2 separate regions of the Macaca mulatta genome follow, and region 2 is linked to region 1. Evidence: chromatin contacts called from public Hi-C data. All regions are on one chromosome and are shown on one strand. Each heading gives the region's core, a stretch centred on a gene start, on an enhancer-like site or on the middle of the called end of the contact. The rest is flanking DNA. Distances are from core to core; before and after follow the strand shown. Region 1 overlaps NFIA (nuclear factor I A). Region 2 holds the start of NFIA (nuclear factor I A).

What was found. Hi-C and Micro-C count contacts between places; a contact is called where the count stands out from the background.
Region 2: a contact with region 1 is called in a Hi-C map of fetal cortical plate, with 3 times the contacts expected there. The contact joins the promoter of NFIA here to the enhancer-like site in region 1. A contact is called at or near these places in 3 of 14 Hi-C or Micro-C datasets (fetal cortex germinal zone, fetal cortical plate and liver).

The regions. Positions count from the first base shown.
Region 1 is chr1:179,610,242-179,617,080 of T2T-MMU8v2.0, forward strand. All of the region lies in intron 1 of NFIA (nuclear factor I A), which reads right to left. Among named protein-coding and RNA genes, the nearest start is that of NFIA, 180 kb to the right of the region's middle. Within about 2 kb of position 2,385, at least 15 of the 40 cell types and tissues checked have an H3K27ac peak or open chromatin away from gene starts, as enhancers often do. A contact at or near this core is called in fetal cortical plate, where this site is marked.
Region 2 is chr1:179,788,828-179,796,090 of T2T-MMU8v2.0, forward strand. NFIA (nuclear factor I A) reads right to left here and starts at 4,678. Exons shown (of 11, transcript XM_077955239.1): 1 at 4,394-4,678. The coding sequence starts at 4,489. LOC144333114 (a long non-coding RNA gene) reads left to right here and starts at 1,854. Exons shown (of 6, transcript XR_013401497.1): 1 at 1,854-1,935; 2 at 6,850-7,042.

The sequences.
Region 1 (6,839 bases), core at 1,135-3,634:
CGTTTTTCAAGTTCATGCCTTAGTTCTGTTATAATAAAATCATGAGGATAATGTTCAAAGAACGTATGCCCTAGCTCAAGCATTGAGCTGATAAATTTCCTTCCTGAAATTACTACCTTCATTCAAGAATTTCAATGTTCCTCATTTCGTCATCTTCATATAGCTAGGGCGACTTGAGAACAGACTTTAGGGCAGGTAGGAATGACAGCCTATGGCCTCATTTTACACAAGTTGCAATATGTACGCATCTATGAGACAGCAGCGTATTTTGGAGATACCTGTTTTATTCTCTGATTCGTAATTGTGCTTCCATGTCATGGAAACACACATTGGTTGGTGTAAGAGTGTGGACTGGATAGGTATATTTCTGGAAACTTTAGCTACTTCTTTTTGGTACCATTTCCCAACAATGAGCAATCCAGGGCTCTTTTTAGTAAATAAAGGGCAGAGCTGTGATCCAGTCGACAGGTCACTTTGGTTATTTATTTATTTATTTATTTTGACACAGAGTCTTGCTCTGTCACCCAGGCTGGAGTGCAGTGGTGTGATCTCAGCTCACAGCAACCTCCGCCTCCTGGGTTCAAGCAATTATCCTGCCTCACTCAGCCTCCCGAGTAGCTGGGATTACAGGCATGCACCACCATGCCTGGCTAATTTTTGTATTTTTGGTAGAGACGGGATTTCACCATGTTGGCCAGGTTAGTCTCGAACTTCTGACCTCAGGTGATTCACCTGCCTTGGCCTCCCAAAGTGCTGGGATTACAAGTGTGAGCCACCGTGCCAGAACTATAGGTCACTTTGAAACTTATTAGTGTTCTTCATATCACCTTGTTGAATCAGCGCATTGACCTTCCCAAGTCCCAGTCTCAGTACTTTTGAATGTGGGTATCTCCCTGAGTCAATTGCAGGGCACAGGCTGTTCTGTGTAGTTTTAGCTCTGGGAAAGCAGATACTTATTACAATGAAATGACTTTTTACAACAGACAGGAATAAAATTTGCTTAAGAAGCTGAATTGCTGCTCTTGATCATGGGGGATGGAGTGTTCAGTTAGGGCCACTGGTGAGAGTCTAATAAACTCATATTACTTATGATTGACATTAAATGGAGCAGTCTCATGGGCCGGTTACTCAGAAAGTCAATTGCCAGAAGCTTGTAGTAAAAACTCAGTGTTTTCAAATAATTTAGATGCTCCAAAAGATATTAGTATAACATGGACTGCTGAGTGTCCGAGGCAACAGAGCTGACTGAACATAAACAAGATGAGCATAGTCACATATTTATTTGAAGAACTCCTGAAGATGCCCAGAGCATAGGGATGATGGGAACGATTTTGAAATGGTTGAAAGAGAAGGAGGGGTTATATTAATACCAAATGTATTTAGGCCCAAGGACATTGTCTCCTTTAACCCTGTGTAATCCTCACAATACCAAGGCATAATTATCCCCATTTCACGGAGGGAAACAGAGACTCATAGTTACAATTTGTAAGAGGCTTGGATAGGGCTGCTTCTGTGCTAGTCTGGCCCCAAAGCCAGTAGATTATCCTTTAGATTCTGGGCCCCTCAGCCTTCTCAGTCTGGGCTTGATTTACTTGTCCAACTTTATCTTCCAACGCGAATGATTGACTCTTTTTTTTTTGACAACGTCATCTCAAACTTTAGTATCTGTTTTCTAGGCTGAGCTTACTAGAACAACCTCTGAACTGCAATGGACTCACGGAGATGCCCACACACAGATGCTCTGAGACTCCACTGGCCAATTCCAATACCCATCCTTGATTTGTTTACTCAGCCTTGCTGCATCTATTTGGATACTTAATCAAACCAATTTGTCCCTTTTTTGAATTTTTCTCTCGCTAATCAGCTTGCAAGATCCTATTTTCATTCTCAGTAAACGCTGCTGGTGCCTGATTCAGTGCTCCGCACGTTGTTGTCTCTCCAGAAATCCTTGCTGGTTGCTTGTAAGGTACCCACTCTCCCTGCTTCCCTTCCCACCCTCTCCCCCAACAAAAGCTGGTGCAGAAACATCCCAAAAGGGGCCAGGTTCCACGTGCTCCGTCCCCTTCCTCTGTCCCCTTACTGTCACCCACAAGGCCCAAATATAAAAGGCGAAAGGCGCCGTTGCAATCAGAGCCCTAAAACAAAAGGCTCAAGGGGCGACTTAATTGACTCAGCCCCAACCAACTCAAACTTCCCCGTGGTCAGATTGTTCTTTCCCGCCACCACTCCGTCTTCCTGGAAAACGCGTGAGGGGTGTGTGTGTGTGTGTGTGTGTGTGTGTGTGTGTGTGTGTGTTGGGGGGAAATGGGAGAGGGTTGCAATAGTGCCGAAGGTGGAGGCAGGGTGGGGTGCGGGGAGAACGTTTCCCAGGGAACCTGAGAGTCGCAGATCTCGCGGCTGGCGACTCCCAACTCTCCCAAGGAAAGCCGCGGGCTTAGCTCGTTCATCAGTGTCACATTTCAATGGCAGCGCGGCGCGGCCTCGGCCAGATGCCCGCGCCGGGCCGCGCGCCTTCCCGGCACGGTTCGGCCCGTCGGCGATTCAGACACCACCAACCCACAAAGCCCAGATGAGAGCCCGGGGCTGGGGGAGGCCCGGAAAACCCTGCGCGCCTCTCCTTCCTGCCGCCCCCATTACCCGGGGCTCCTTCGCGGCCTGCAGCCGGGCAGTACAGGTCGAGTTCGGGCCTCGGTGGCTGGAGCCCGGCCGTCCCTGCGCCCCGCTGCGGTCGTGGCTTAGGGGTTCCGTCCTTCCTGCCTTCGAAGGCCAGGGCTCTCCTCGCCCTCCACACTGGTTCCCCCGGGAGCCACTATCTGGGGCCAGGGTAGCCGAGCTTTCTGATCGCAGCCCAGCTCTGCGCGACAGCGGGGCCGCGGACACAGCGTCAGCAGAGCGGCAAGGCACTTTCTAGACTTGGGGATCTTTCGGTTTGCGAACAGGGTGGCGAGTTGAACTCGGTCCCCAGCGCCTCTGCTTTTACCCGGCCGCCGCGAGCCGACACCAGAGGGCGCCGTTTTAATGCGCTTCTGGCAAGGACGCACGCTCCGGGAGAGCCCTGGCGTCGAGGCCGGGCTGGGATCTGGGGACTCGCTGCGGCGCCCTCTCCCCTATGGCGCTCGGCCTGGGATGCAACAGCGAGCCCCGCTTCCTTCTTCGCGAGGGGAGGTTTACTGCAGTGGATCGCGCCCTGGCTTTGCACAGAATGAGGGTACCTTGCAGCCGTCCGGGTGAGGAGGAGTGGCCCCCTACCTGAAGCCGTGCCCCCGCCTAACTGCTAAGGAACGCGTCTGCAGGCGTTGTTCAATTGCGAACGACTCATTAATTTTCCAGCACTTGTGCAGAATACTTTAAAATGGAAAAATGAAGGTCTTCGATGAAAATGAAGCTTGATAGTGTGCACCTGCCACTAATGTACAGTGCACGGCAACTTCCCCTCATTAGAGCGATGTCTTGGGTTGAGAACAAGTCATATAGTGAAAATCACTTCAACACGTGCCTGTTCATATGCATAAACTCCTGTGTACCAGATGGCAAAATATAATGACATCTTAAACAGCTAATTGCATAAACCTTGTAATGCAGATAATTGCTCTACCAAAGTAGGAGTTAATAATTTCCCACTGTATTGCCTGGCTTCAGAGTAATCCTCAAGGAAAGTTGTGACAATTCTAACACACTAAAGTTCACCAAGAGGTAATTAAAACTAGCACTTAAATCATTTGACTTTCAAACCCTTAATTATGATTGGGAAGAACTGCTTTGTGGAAACCCAGAATTTATGGATGGTTATGTGATAACATTTAATGCCTGTATTTCATCGTTTTCTTTAATATATTTTATTCTGGAAAATTATTCCAATAGCAAGAGGTTTCCATTTTGGGGTAAGAGTGGTTAACTTCCACCCGCAGATGGATCTGTTGATTTTTTTCAATTAAACATTTATTATAGAGCCCCTTCTATAATAACTAACTCCAAGCCTTACCATGTACCTGGCATTGTTCTAAGCACTTTACAGGTATTATCTCATTTAATCCTCAAAACAACCATATGAAATGTGTACCACTGTCATCCCCATTCTCCAGATGGAGGAAGCCCAGACATAGAGATGCTAAGTAGTTTGCTCAAAGTTGTCTAGAAGTCATTTTCCCAAACTCCAACGGTCTGACCCCAGAGCTCGTTCTATTTACCACTATGCTCTGCTGTCCCCTGGATTAAACCAGGGCCTTAATACTTTAATAGTTCTAATTATTGTCTAATAATATTTAGAAATAAAACCAAAATAACGTAATTGGAGTATAAAAGTCAGTTGACAGGTAGATGTCTTTGCTGAATTTATCAGTTTATGTCATGATACATTCCAGAAGCAGCTCTCTGCTATTTCCACAGGGTAATTCTACAACAGTGAATACACCAAGAAAAATAAACCTTTGAAACTAAGTTTTTATTGCATCAATACCTAGTTTAGAAGGCATGTTTTTCAAATATTGTATATTCTCATTCATAAGTGAGTATTAAAAATGTGTACACGTAGACATACAGAGTGGAATGATGGACAGTGGATACTCAGAAAGGTGAGAGAGTAAGAGGGAGAGGGGGGTGATAAAAAATTAGTTAATGCATACATGTACATTATTCGAGTGATTGATAGCCTAAATGCCCTGACTTGACCACGTTGCAATCTAGCAAGTAACAAAGTTGCAGCTGGGCACCATGGCTCATGCCCATAATCCCAGCACTTTGGGAGGCCAAGACTAACAGATCAATGAGGCCAAGAGTTTGAGACCAGCCTGGCCATCATGGTGAAACCCCATCTCTACTAAAAATAAAAAATTTAGCCAGACGTGGTGGCAGGCACCTGTAATCCCAGATACTCTGGAGGCTGAGGCAGGAGAATCGCTTGAACCCAGCAGACAGACGTTACAGTGGATGGATATCGTGCCACTGCACTACAGCCTGGGCAGCAGAGTGAGACTCCATCTCAGAAAAACAAAACAAAGCAAAACAAAACAGACAAAAAAGTTGCACACATACAACATAAATTTGTACAAAAAATGAAAAGCATGTGTGGCTTAGTGTTTCTCTTTCTTCATCTTCAAATAAGACTAAAATTAGGCTTCCCAGGGTATACAATAATGAGCATAGAACAAAATACTCTTCATAAAGTACACAGAGAACCATAGCCATAGCCCTCCTTCTCCATATTGATATTATAGAATTTCTCTTTCCTCAGTTTGGGTAGAGGTATGGGGGCATAAAATGAGAGATGCCAGCTACCTCCCTAGTATAGGGGCCATAGCATTGGAAAGCCCATCATTAGAGATTATTTTCTGTGAGTTGAGTGCCATCTCGTTTGTTTTTATGGCTGCATCATATTCCATGTCAATAAACCAACTTTTATACAGACGCCCAGTAGAGGAAATGGTTGGTTGTTTATTGCTAAGCTCCTAAATCCCTCTGGTCTCTGAGCTGATGGCTTATGTTCCTTATTAAGGGAGAAATCAGTCACAATCATGGCCAAAACTAGGACAGAAAACTTTAAAAATCCTTTAAAAATTATTTTAAGGTGGTAAATCTCATTTATGTTGGTGTGGGACTAATTGCTTAGTAGTTCCAATCTGGTTGTAGGAAGGGAAAAATATCACTCTCAAACGCTGCTAGTAGAAATGCATATTGGTAATCCTCTTCTGGAGGATAACTTGTCAGTATATATAATGCCTTATATCTTCTGATTATCCAGTCTACTTTTAGGAGTTTATCCTAAGGAAATAATCACGAACTGTTCAAATATTTGGCAACATAATGTTTGCGACAATGGTTTTATAATGTTGAATATTGGAAAGATTCTGATATTCAATTCTAGAGAATTGTTTAAGTGAACTGTGGTGTATACATACCTAGGAAAACCATGCAACTATCAAGATGTTGTGATATATTAAATGAATAAATTGTGTTATAAAATAGTAAGTGCAGCATGATCTCATTTTTGTTAAAGATGTTTGTATATATGCATGGAAAATAGACCAGTAGGAAATACATTTTAGAATAGTGGAATTATAAGTGATTTCTATTTTCTTCCTTTCCATGGTTTTATTTTCTAAATTTTTATTTTTATTTTATTTTATTTTTGAGATGAAGTCTTGCTCTGTTGCCCAGGCTGGAGTATAGCGGCATAATCTCAGCTCACTGTAACCTCTGCCTCCCTAGTTCAAGCAATTCTTCTGTCTCAGCCTCCCAAGTAGCTGGGACTACAGGTGCATGCCACCACACCTGGCTCATTTTTGTATTTTTGGTAGAGATGGGGTTTCATCATGTTGTCCAGGCTGGTCTCGAACTCCTGAGCTCAAGTGATCTGCCTGCCTTGACCTCCCAAAGTGCTGGAATTACAGATGTTAACCACCATGCGTGGCCATGTATTTGCTAAATTTCGAAAAGTAGGAATGTCTAACTTTCATAAGGAAGCACATAAGAACATAATGTAAAATTATTTACAGTCATGCATTGCCTAATGACTGCATATATGATAGTGATCCCATAAGATGATAAGAGAGCTGAAAAATTCCTATTGCCTAGTGATGCTATAGCTGTCCTAACATCCTTGCACAATGCATTACCTTTCTATGTTTAGAAAAACAAATAATTACCACTGTGTTACAATTTTCTATTCAGTACAGTAACATGCTATACAGGTTTATAACTTAGGAGCAATAGGCTATACCATATAGCCTAGGTGTGTGGTAGGCTCTGCCATCTATGTTTGTGCAAGTACTCTCTATAATGTTCACACAATGACAAAATTGCCTAGTGATGCATTTCTCAGATTGTATCCCCATTGTTAAGCA
Region 2 (7,263 bases), core at 3,428-5,927, 180 kb after region 1:
TATCTGTGAAAATACTTAAAAATAGAGTTTGCAAATGCATTAAATAGAAAGTGTATAAATATGTTTACCATGGACTCTTTAAAAATATGCTGAGTGCTGAGAATATGATATGCTTTATAATTTATTGAATCTCCTAATTTTGAGTCTTTTTATTTATAGACATTGTAGCAATTTCCTAGTTTATCATAAAGGCATAAGTGCAAATTTATAGACAAATCTCCATTATGCAATATCTTCAAAGAATTACAACAAACAATCATTAAGAAGAGTTTTTCAGCTGAGAATATTGAAAACTGAAATGGTAAATACAACATAATATGTGAATCCAACACATCTTAACAACAACAAAAGATTTCCATGAAATATGAGTTCTTAATTTTGTGTTTGCAGTAGTTAAAGCTGCCAATCATTTGGGAAGTAGGCTGGAGTTGAGTTTTTTTTTTTTTTTTTTTTAATTGTTGAACATAGTAAGGCAGTATTTCATAGAAATATCTTGCTATTTTTTTACATATATACTTTAAAAAGTAGGCATTTATACTACAAGGCACAGCATATTCTTTTTGCTCAAGTGTTTTCCTGGTATGCAAAGTTTGAGTTGTACAAGTTTGAGTAAGTGACAGACAGTTCTTGATTTTAAAAGTGTGTGTCAAATTTTTTAAAGAATGCTCCCAAAATAAGTGCTTCAGGACCTAGCATTGGGTGAGGGGGCTGTAGGATAATTTAGTTGCCTTCATTTCACAGTCACTATGAGTTTTTAAATTGGAGGGCAGAAGCAAGACAAGTGCATTTTGTAATTCACATAAAAATAGTTCCATAACACATTGTTATCATTACGAAGAGGAGAATGTTCATTCTGCCTTCACTTTATGCCATATGGGTAGAATGGAGATAATTCTGCTGGACAGAATTATATTTTGAAGCAAATACATGCTTGTAGGGTGCCTCCATTTCATTTGGAGCTGAGGAAAATTTCATGAGGGTTCTTTAGTTTTCTATGGGAGAGTTTCTACCAGCGATGTCACAACACAGCTAGATTAAGTTGATACGTAATATCTATTTCTTGATTTGCATGATTAAAGCATTAGAGAAGTGGCTCAGATATCAAAAGGTTTCTCATAAGTGGCAGCGCCAAAGGTAATTACTGTTAAAATGTACATGCTCGAAACCTGGTTGCTTGTTAACTTCTAAGTTGTTTACAACTCTGTGGGTTTGAATAAACGTTTTTATTTGACTTTTCAATAGCAAGACCCCTTTCTTGCTCCATTTCGATATAAAAAATGATACCATTCTTATATCCCATGTCCCTCAAGGCAACCTTAGCTTCAACCAAAAAAAGTGATAGAGGACAGAGATGGCCCTTCTCAGTATTTCATATTTTAAAATAACTGTTTCTTAAACAAAAGTAGTCTTTTAAAGACAAAGTTAAAATTTATACCTAAAAAAATTAAAAATTAATCGAGTCAACCAATTATTTCCAGTTAGTTATCAAAAAGTGTAGCTAAAGCCCTACTGTAAGCCTGAGGGAGTTATGAGGGGGGTGGGGAGAGAGAGGAAAAGAGAGAGGGAAGGAGAAGAGAGGTTGTTATTCTCAGTCTTTTATTAACCAGTTTCTTTCATCCTAGTGTGTCTTTATTATTTAGAAAAATAAAAATCATCCAGAGCTCTACCCATTCCCACCTAAAATTCTGGAGTAGGTAGTGACTGTCTACAACCTGGTACAACATATGCCCCCAAACTAAAACAAACAAACTCATTTGCCATACAAATTGTTTACGATTCATTAAAAAGCAAAATTGCATATCCCGTCGCTGGCAGCTGAGGCCGTGTCTCCACGGGCGGAGGGGGCATTCACTGAGTTGCCTTTGTATGCTGGGAGGACCAAGCCGGAGGTTCCCACTATGAGCCCGGAGTCTGTGCAGCCAGATGACGCATGAGGTAATTTTAAAGCTTTATTTGCCTTTAGTGTGAAACTCCGATCTTGTACTATCCTTTGGTTAAAGAACTATATCAGCCAGAGGGAAGTTTAAATTTTTCTTTCAGCTGGGGAAATTGTTTGGGATAGCGAGGTGGGTGAATGGAGGGAGAGGGAGAGCGTGTTATTCAAGGAAAGAGATCTAAGAGAAAACGTGAAATTTGTATTATTTTAATTAGTTCCCTCCTCCTTCATCAAAGTCTTCAATTTCCCATCAATAATGGGAAATTTACATTAGAATTATTTGTAACTGACGGATCTGAAATGCCATGGTATGTGGTCACTTTGAGGGAAAGCAACAAATTGATTTATTCCCTATGATAACTTGTATAACTTCTTTAGAGAGTGCTCTGATTTCTCACCCCTTTTCAAAGCAAAGATCTAGAAGCCCTGAAGTTGAGAGAAACTTCCCTGTAGTATGCAGCCTAAACAGCAGCATGTGAGCTTTCAACATTGTTTATTTTTAGGCAGCTGCATTGCTAAATGTTTCCACCACTTTTATATATTATATTCCCGGCGGTAAAACATCTGTAAAATAATTTTAAATGAAAAGCAACTTCCAAGTAAACTTTACAAAAAAGAAATTACAGTTTTCCAAGTTAAAAGAAGAGAAGCATTTGGTGATCTTTGCAAGAAAAAAAAAAAAAGAGATGACACAATTTGCCATAAAAAGTAACAGTCTATAAAATCTATGAGCTCTTGAAATACAAGGAAGTAGAATGTTTCACCCAAAATATGACATCAGCGCGCAGGTTTTTTTTAAAGCTTACAACTTAGAAAATGATTGCTAAACCAATCAGTATATTCATTTCTAATGTTTAACAAGCTGTGTAAAGTGAAGCAATAGGCAACATCATAGCATATACAAGTAAACCTTGTTCTTGCTGGCAAAAACTCTAATGGGAAAATAAGTGCCCTGAACAAAAGTTCAGGGTCGAAGTGGATAGTCTACTGTTAGTCTAATTAGCCAAAAGCTGCATGTAACATTGTCCTGAAATTCCTGATAAAGTTTCTAATGTCTAGTTAAGAATTACAAGTTAAAATACACATGTACACACATACCCACAACCACTTTAACTCAAGAGTCCTTAGGATGGACATACTGCATCCCAAGAAGCAGCCGGATGGAATCCTGTGGTAGCTCACTTTTAGCAGTCTCTCAGTCCTCCAAATTCCTACAACTTGCCAAAATGATACCACCATTGGTCCAGGAAGGGGAAAAGAGAACTCTTTCTGCAGATCCTACAATGAAACTGACCATGCCCTGTTTTGTAATTCCATTCGCCAGTCTCCCCCTTCAACATCTCTCCCTCTCTCTCTCTCTCTTTTTTTCTTAAACTGATATCTATGTGAAATGAGCTGAAGTTCACGGTCCAGTTAGGAACGGATAATACATTCATTGTCCTGGCAGCAAACTTTTTTTCCACTCCCTGGAAGAATTCACGCTTGCCGCAAGAATAATAATTACGGAAAACTAGAAATGCACTGCTGACAAATTAATCCTTAACGGACACCACCCTAACGAGGGCAGTAATGATTTGAGGACTCTCTTCCTCACGGGACTTGCATCTCCTGTGACAATGAGCTATTGTGCATCCTCCCAACTCACTCTACCTCTTATAGATCCAAGATGTCAAAGGTTGTCTGTCCTGGTGGACCATGACATGTGAGTTAACTCATTCTGCTGCTGCGTGGCAGAACTTTATTAAAACTTTATTTGTATCCAGAGTAACTAAAAGATAGTGTGTGCGGGTCTTTTCCACTCAGAGCTAGAGTGCCTAAGAGACGGAAAACCTGCTCTGATATTTAAACGGAGAAAAGTTAGATGGGAGCTGTGGGTCCCCTGATGGAAAATAGGGAGTGGGGACCCAGAGTTCTCTCACAGGTGACTTTAGGCAATCCAATTAATTGGCCAGGACTGGCATTCACTCAGGGCTTGCTTCTCCCCAGTGCCCAACACGCGTCCTCAGAAAATACCACAGCCAGAGAAAACTATACACCCCACAGTCCCTGAAAACAAAAGTAAGGGGGATGTGAAACTGGAGAGAGGGGGCAAAACCTGAGGGCCGGGACCAATGCCTCATTTTTTCCCCCAAGACTGACTTGGCTAAAATATCCACCTCCACCTTACAACTGATACTCTTTAAAAAAGAATTAAAAACAAAAAAAAAAAGAAAACCCCAAATACTGTCCCATGGAAAACGAGGGGAGGCATTCCTGAAAACTCAAGTCGCAGAGTGGCAGAGAGAGGATGGCAAGAGGCAGCAGTGTGAGGCTGCCTCACTGAATAGTGTGAAAAAAATCAAATGTGAGTTTGATGAATGTGAGGTCTGGGACATTTTGTCAAAGAGGGAGGGAAAGTAGAAAAGGAAAAAAAAAAAAAAAAAAAAAAAAAAAAAGCAGCCCCGGCTGCCAACTCACCATCCACCAAGTTCTGGCCGAGATGTCGTAGCAGAGCTGCCATTTGATGGAGCCGTCGGAAGCTTTCCCTGCCATTACGCTGTCAGCAAGCTTCATCTGATGCTAACTCACGGGAGATAAGACACCTAATTGAGAAAACATTTGCAGTGGCATGTGGGGCAACATGTAGTCCGGTCCATACCATATGGAATCATGGGTAAAAAAAAAATCTCCTTGACAATGAACCAATCTCTCACAGACCCAGTGGCAAGGTGAAGTGGAGATGAAAAGTCTTCTGCTCCTAGCACTGTCTTCTCCTCTCTCCTTTTTAAAAAACAAGAGCCCACTGCTACACATCAAAGGGAGGTGGTTAAAATTAGGGCTTCATCACTCAGATGATTTTGGTCTGCAGGGTTTTTCCTTTCCTTCCAACAACCAATCCCCCCCCTCTTTTTTTTTTTTTTTTTTTTTTTTTTTTAAGGAGAATAAAGAGATTTAATAGGACAAAGGCAGGTAGTGGACTGCGGAGGGAGATCGCCACAGGCTATTAGCCTAAAATTTCTGCTTGACAGATGGAACTGCTTAGAGACTATCATGCAATGTTTTGGGCTTTTTCCCCCCTATTCACCCCCCCTTCTTCGACTTTAAGTCTGATTCAGTATCTGTTTTTCACAGCCACTTTTCTCAAGAACGTGAGCTGTGCATTTAAAAAAATGTTTAGTTCAGTTTTGCTGTCTTACACATCTCTGTTGGAAAAGTCTCAAACTAAATCTGGGAACAACTGAACAGGTTTTCCAAGGAGTTAAAAAAAATTTCCAGGAAAAAATATTTCTCTTTCCTTACTTTATTTTTTAAAAATTAACTCATTAGTTAATTTAGTCATGAAGGAAGATAAACGAGAGATGGCAGCATTCAAGTCTCTTGATTTTTGGTTTGGCTGGCATTGTGTTTAGATGTATGTTTTTATGTGAGTAAATAAATACGTTACTGATATTTTACAAGTTCTAACCTATGCTGGGCTAGGCACCACTGATATTTTTTGGTGTCTTTTTAAATAAATTAATTTTGGACTTTTCCATTCTTTGTAAACAAAGCAATCAGTCATTATCAATTCGGATTAGCACAATTCAGGCTAAACTTGACATGAGCTCTTCCTTAATCAGAGAAAGTCACTTCTGATTTCCTTACTGTAACCTAGCCATCTTCTTCACAGGGGTTTTTAACCACACATCCTGTCTTTAGTATGGAAAAGTAGACCGCAACATGGACCTACCAATAAGAATGTTTGTAAAAATAATTTTTTTTTTTAAAGTGAGAAAAAGTCCAGACAATTGCTGCATTTCAAGTCATTTTACTTAGGACTAAGAAGGAGAAAGAAGCAGAGAGAATGACTTGTATTCGTTATATTCTTTCAAATTGTGTAACATTAGGAACTGCAGAAATACCTTTATCAGGGTACCAAACACGTCCTAATTTTTGTGGATGTGCACCAAATGCATCCTCTTTTTTTCTGAATATAAGCGATCCTTTGATTTCCAAGAACCTACAGTTTTCTCTGGTATGGGCCTTCAATATAGGTACTCCAAAGTATGGGAGAATCTGTCCATCACTATTTCTCAGGGCTATCGAACTGTGATTATTTAAAAAGTTGTGCGTTTACTGCCTAATTTTCCAGTGGATTTTTTGTTCTGGTCATGTTTTTGACTGAATAATATTTAGATAAACTTGTTTAGAGCATATTTTAAGTTCCAAAGAGGTAAATTTGGTGCATTTTGCTTTCCTATTTCTGATCTCTTCTTTAGTAGGTATTATTTTAACCATTTAGCACGCTTTTTTGACAAAAATAACTGTATTAAGGCAAATTTTATCCTGTTGCACCAAAAATATTTCTAATTTAAAGCATGATGCACAGGCTGCTTCTAGGAATGAACCACAAATACAACAAATATGGCATTTTTTTCCCTTTCTCATTCTTTATTGTCATGGGATTTCTTCTAATAATATTGGGGTGAGAGGTGGTAGCCAGAATTATTATCAAATGTAAACATTGCCGTCACTCTTAGGAAGTATCTTTGTATACTTTATTACCTTGGTGTCACCTGTCTTTTCAGAAGAAGAGTCTGCAGTAGCGCAGGAAATGTTGTTAGCTTGTGTCTAACAAATACAAATGGACCTACTACCAGAAACTTGCCCTGTGCTTGCCAATGAAAACATTTATTGCCATGTGTAACTGCAGCATCATTAAAATTATTTAGTCTTTCTTGAGTTTATCATTTAGAGAAAGATAAGGAAAAAAGTTGGAAATTCTATGTAAAATGTAAAATATCATCAACCAAACAAAAAAGGAGGAAAAAAAAAAAAGAAGAAGAAAAGAAACGAAGTAGCATTCTGTCTTTGAATCAACCAACCTCTGATTCTACTTCATCCATTCCTACTTGCCTCTGACAAGCAGACAAAACAAAATTTCCTTGTTTTAGGGTCTCCTCCGCTTTCTCCCAGGACATACAGGCACGTGGACATCTTGAACTTGTGGGTCCACAGCTTTACAATTTCTGAGTTTATCCTGCAGCAACCTCTGAAGTTGGAGCTGTTTCTTGTCTGAGTCGCTGCATGTTTGAGCCTCAGAACACCCTATGCATGCCCATTATTTATGAATGAATGGAGCACAAGGTAAGCTGGATTCCAGATTTCTCTCTGTGAATGATAGAATAGCCGGGAAGATTTTGCAGGAGAGGGCGCATAGTTTGAACAAAAAAATGATAAATATTATTGGATAATAGTATTTTAAATCCAGAACAATTAGGTGCATTTAACTTTATCATTGTTCTCTAAGAGGCTGGTGGAAGCTGTCCTTCCCATGCAGCAATCAATCTTTTCACAGTGTGGCCCTT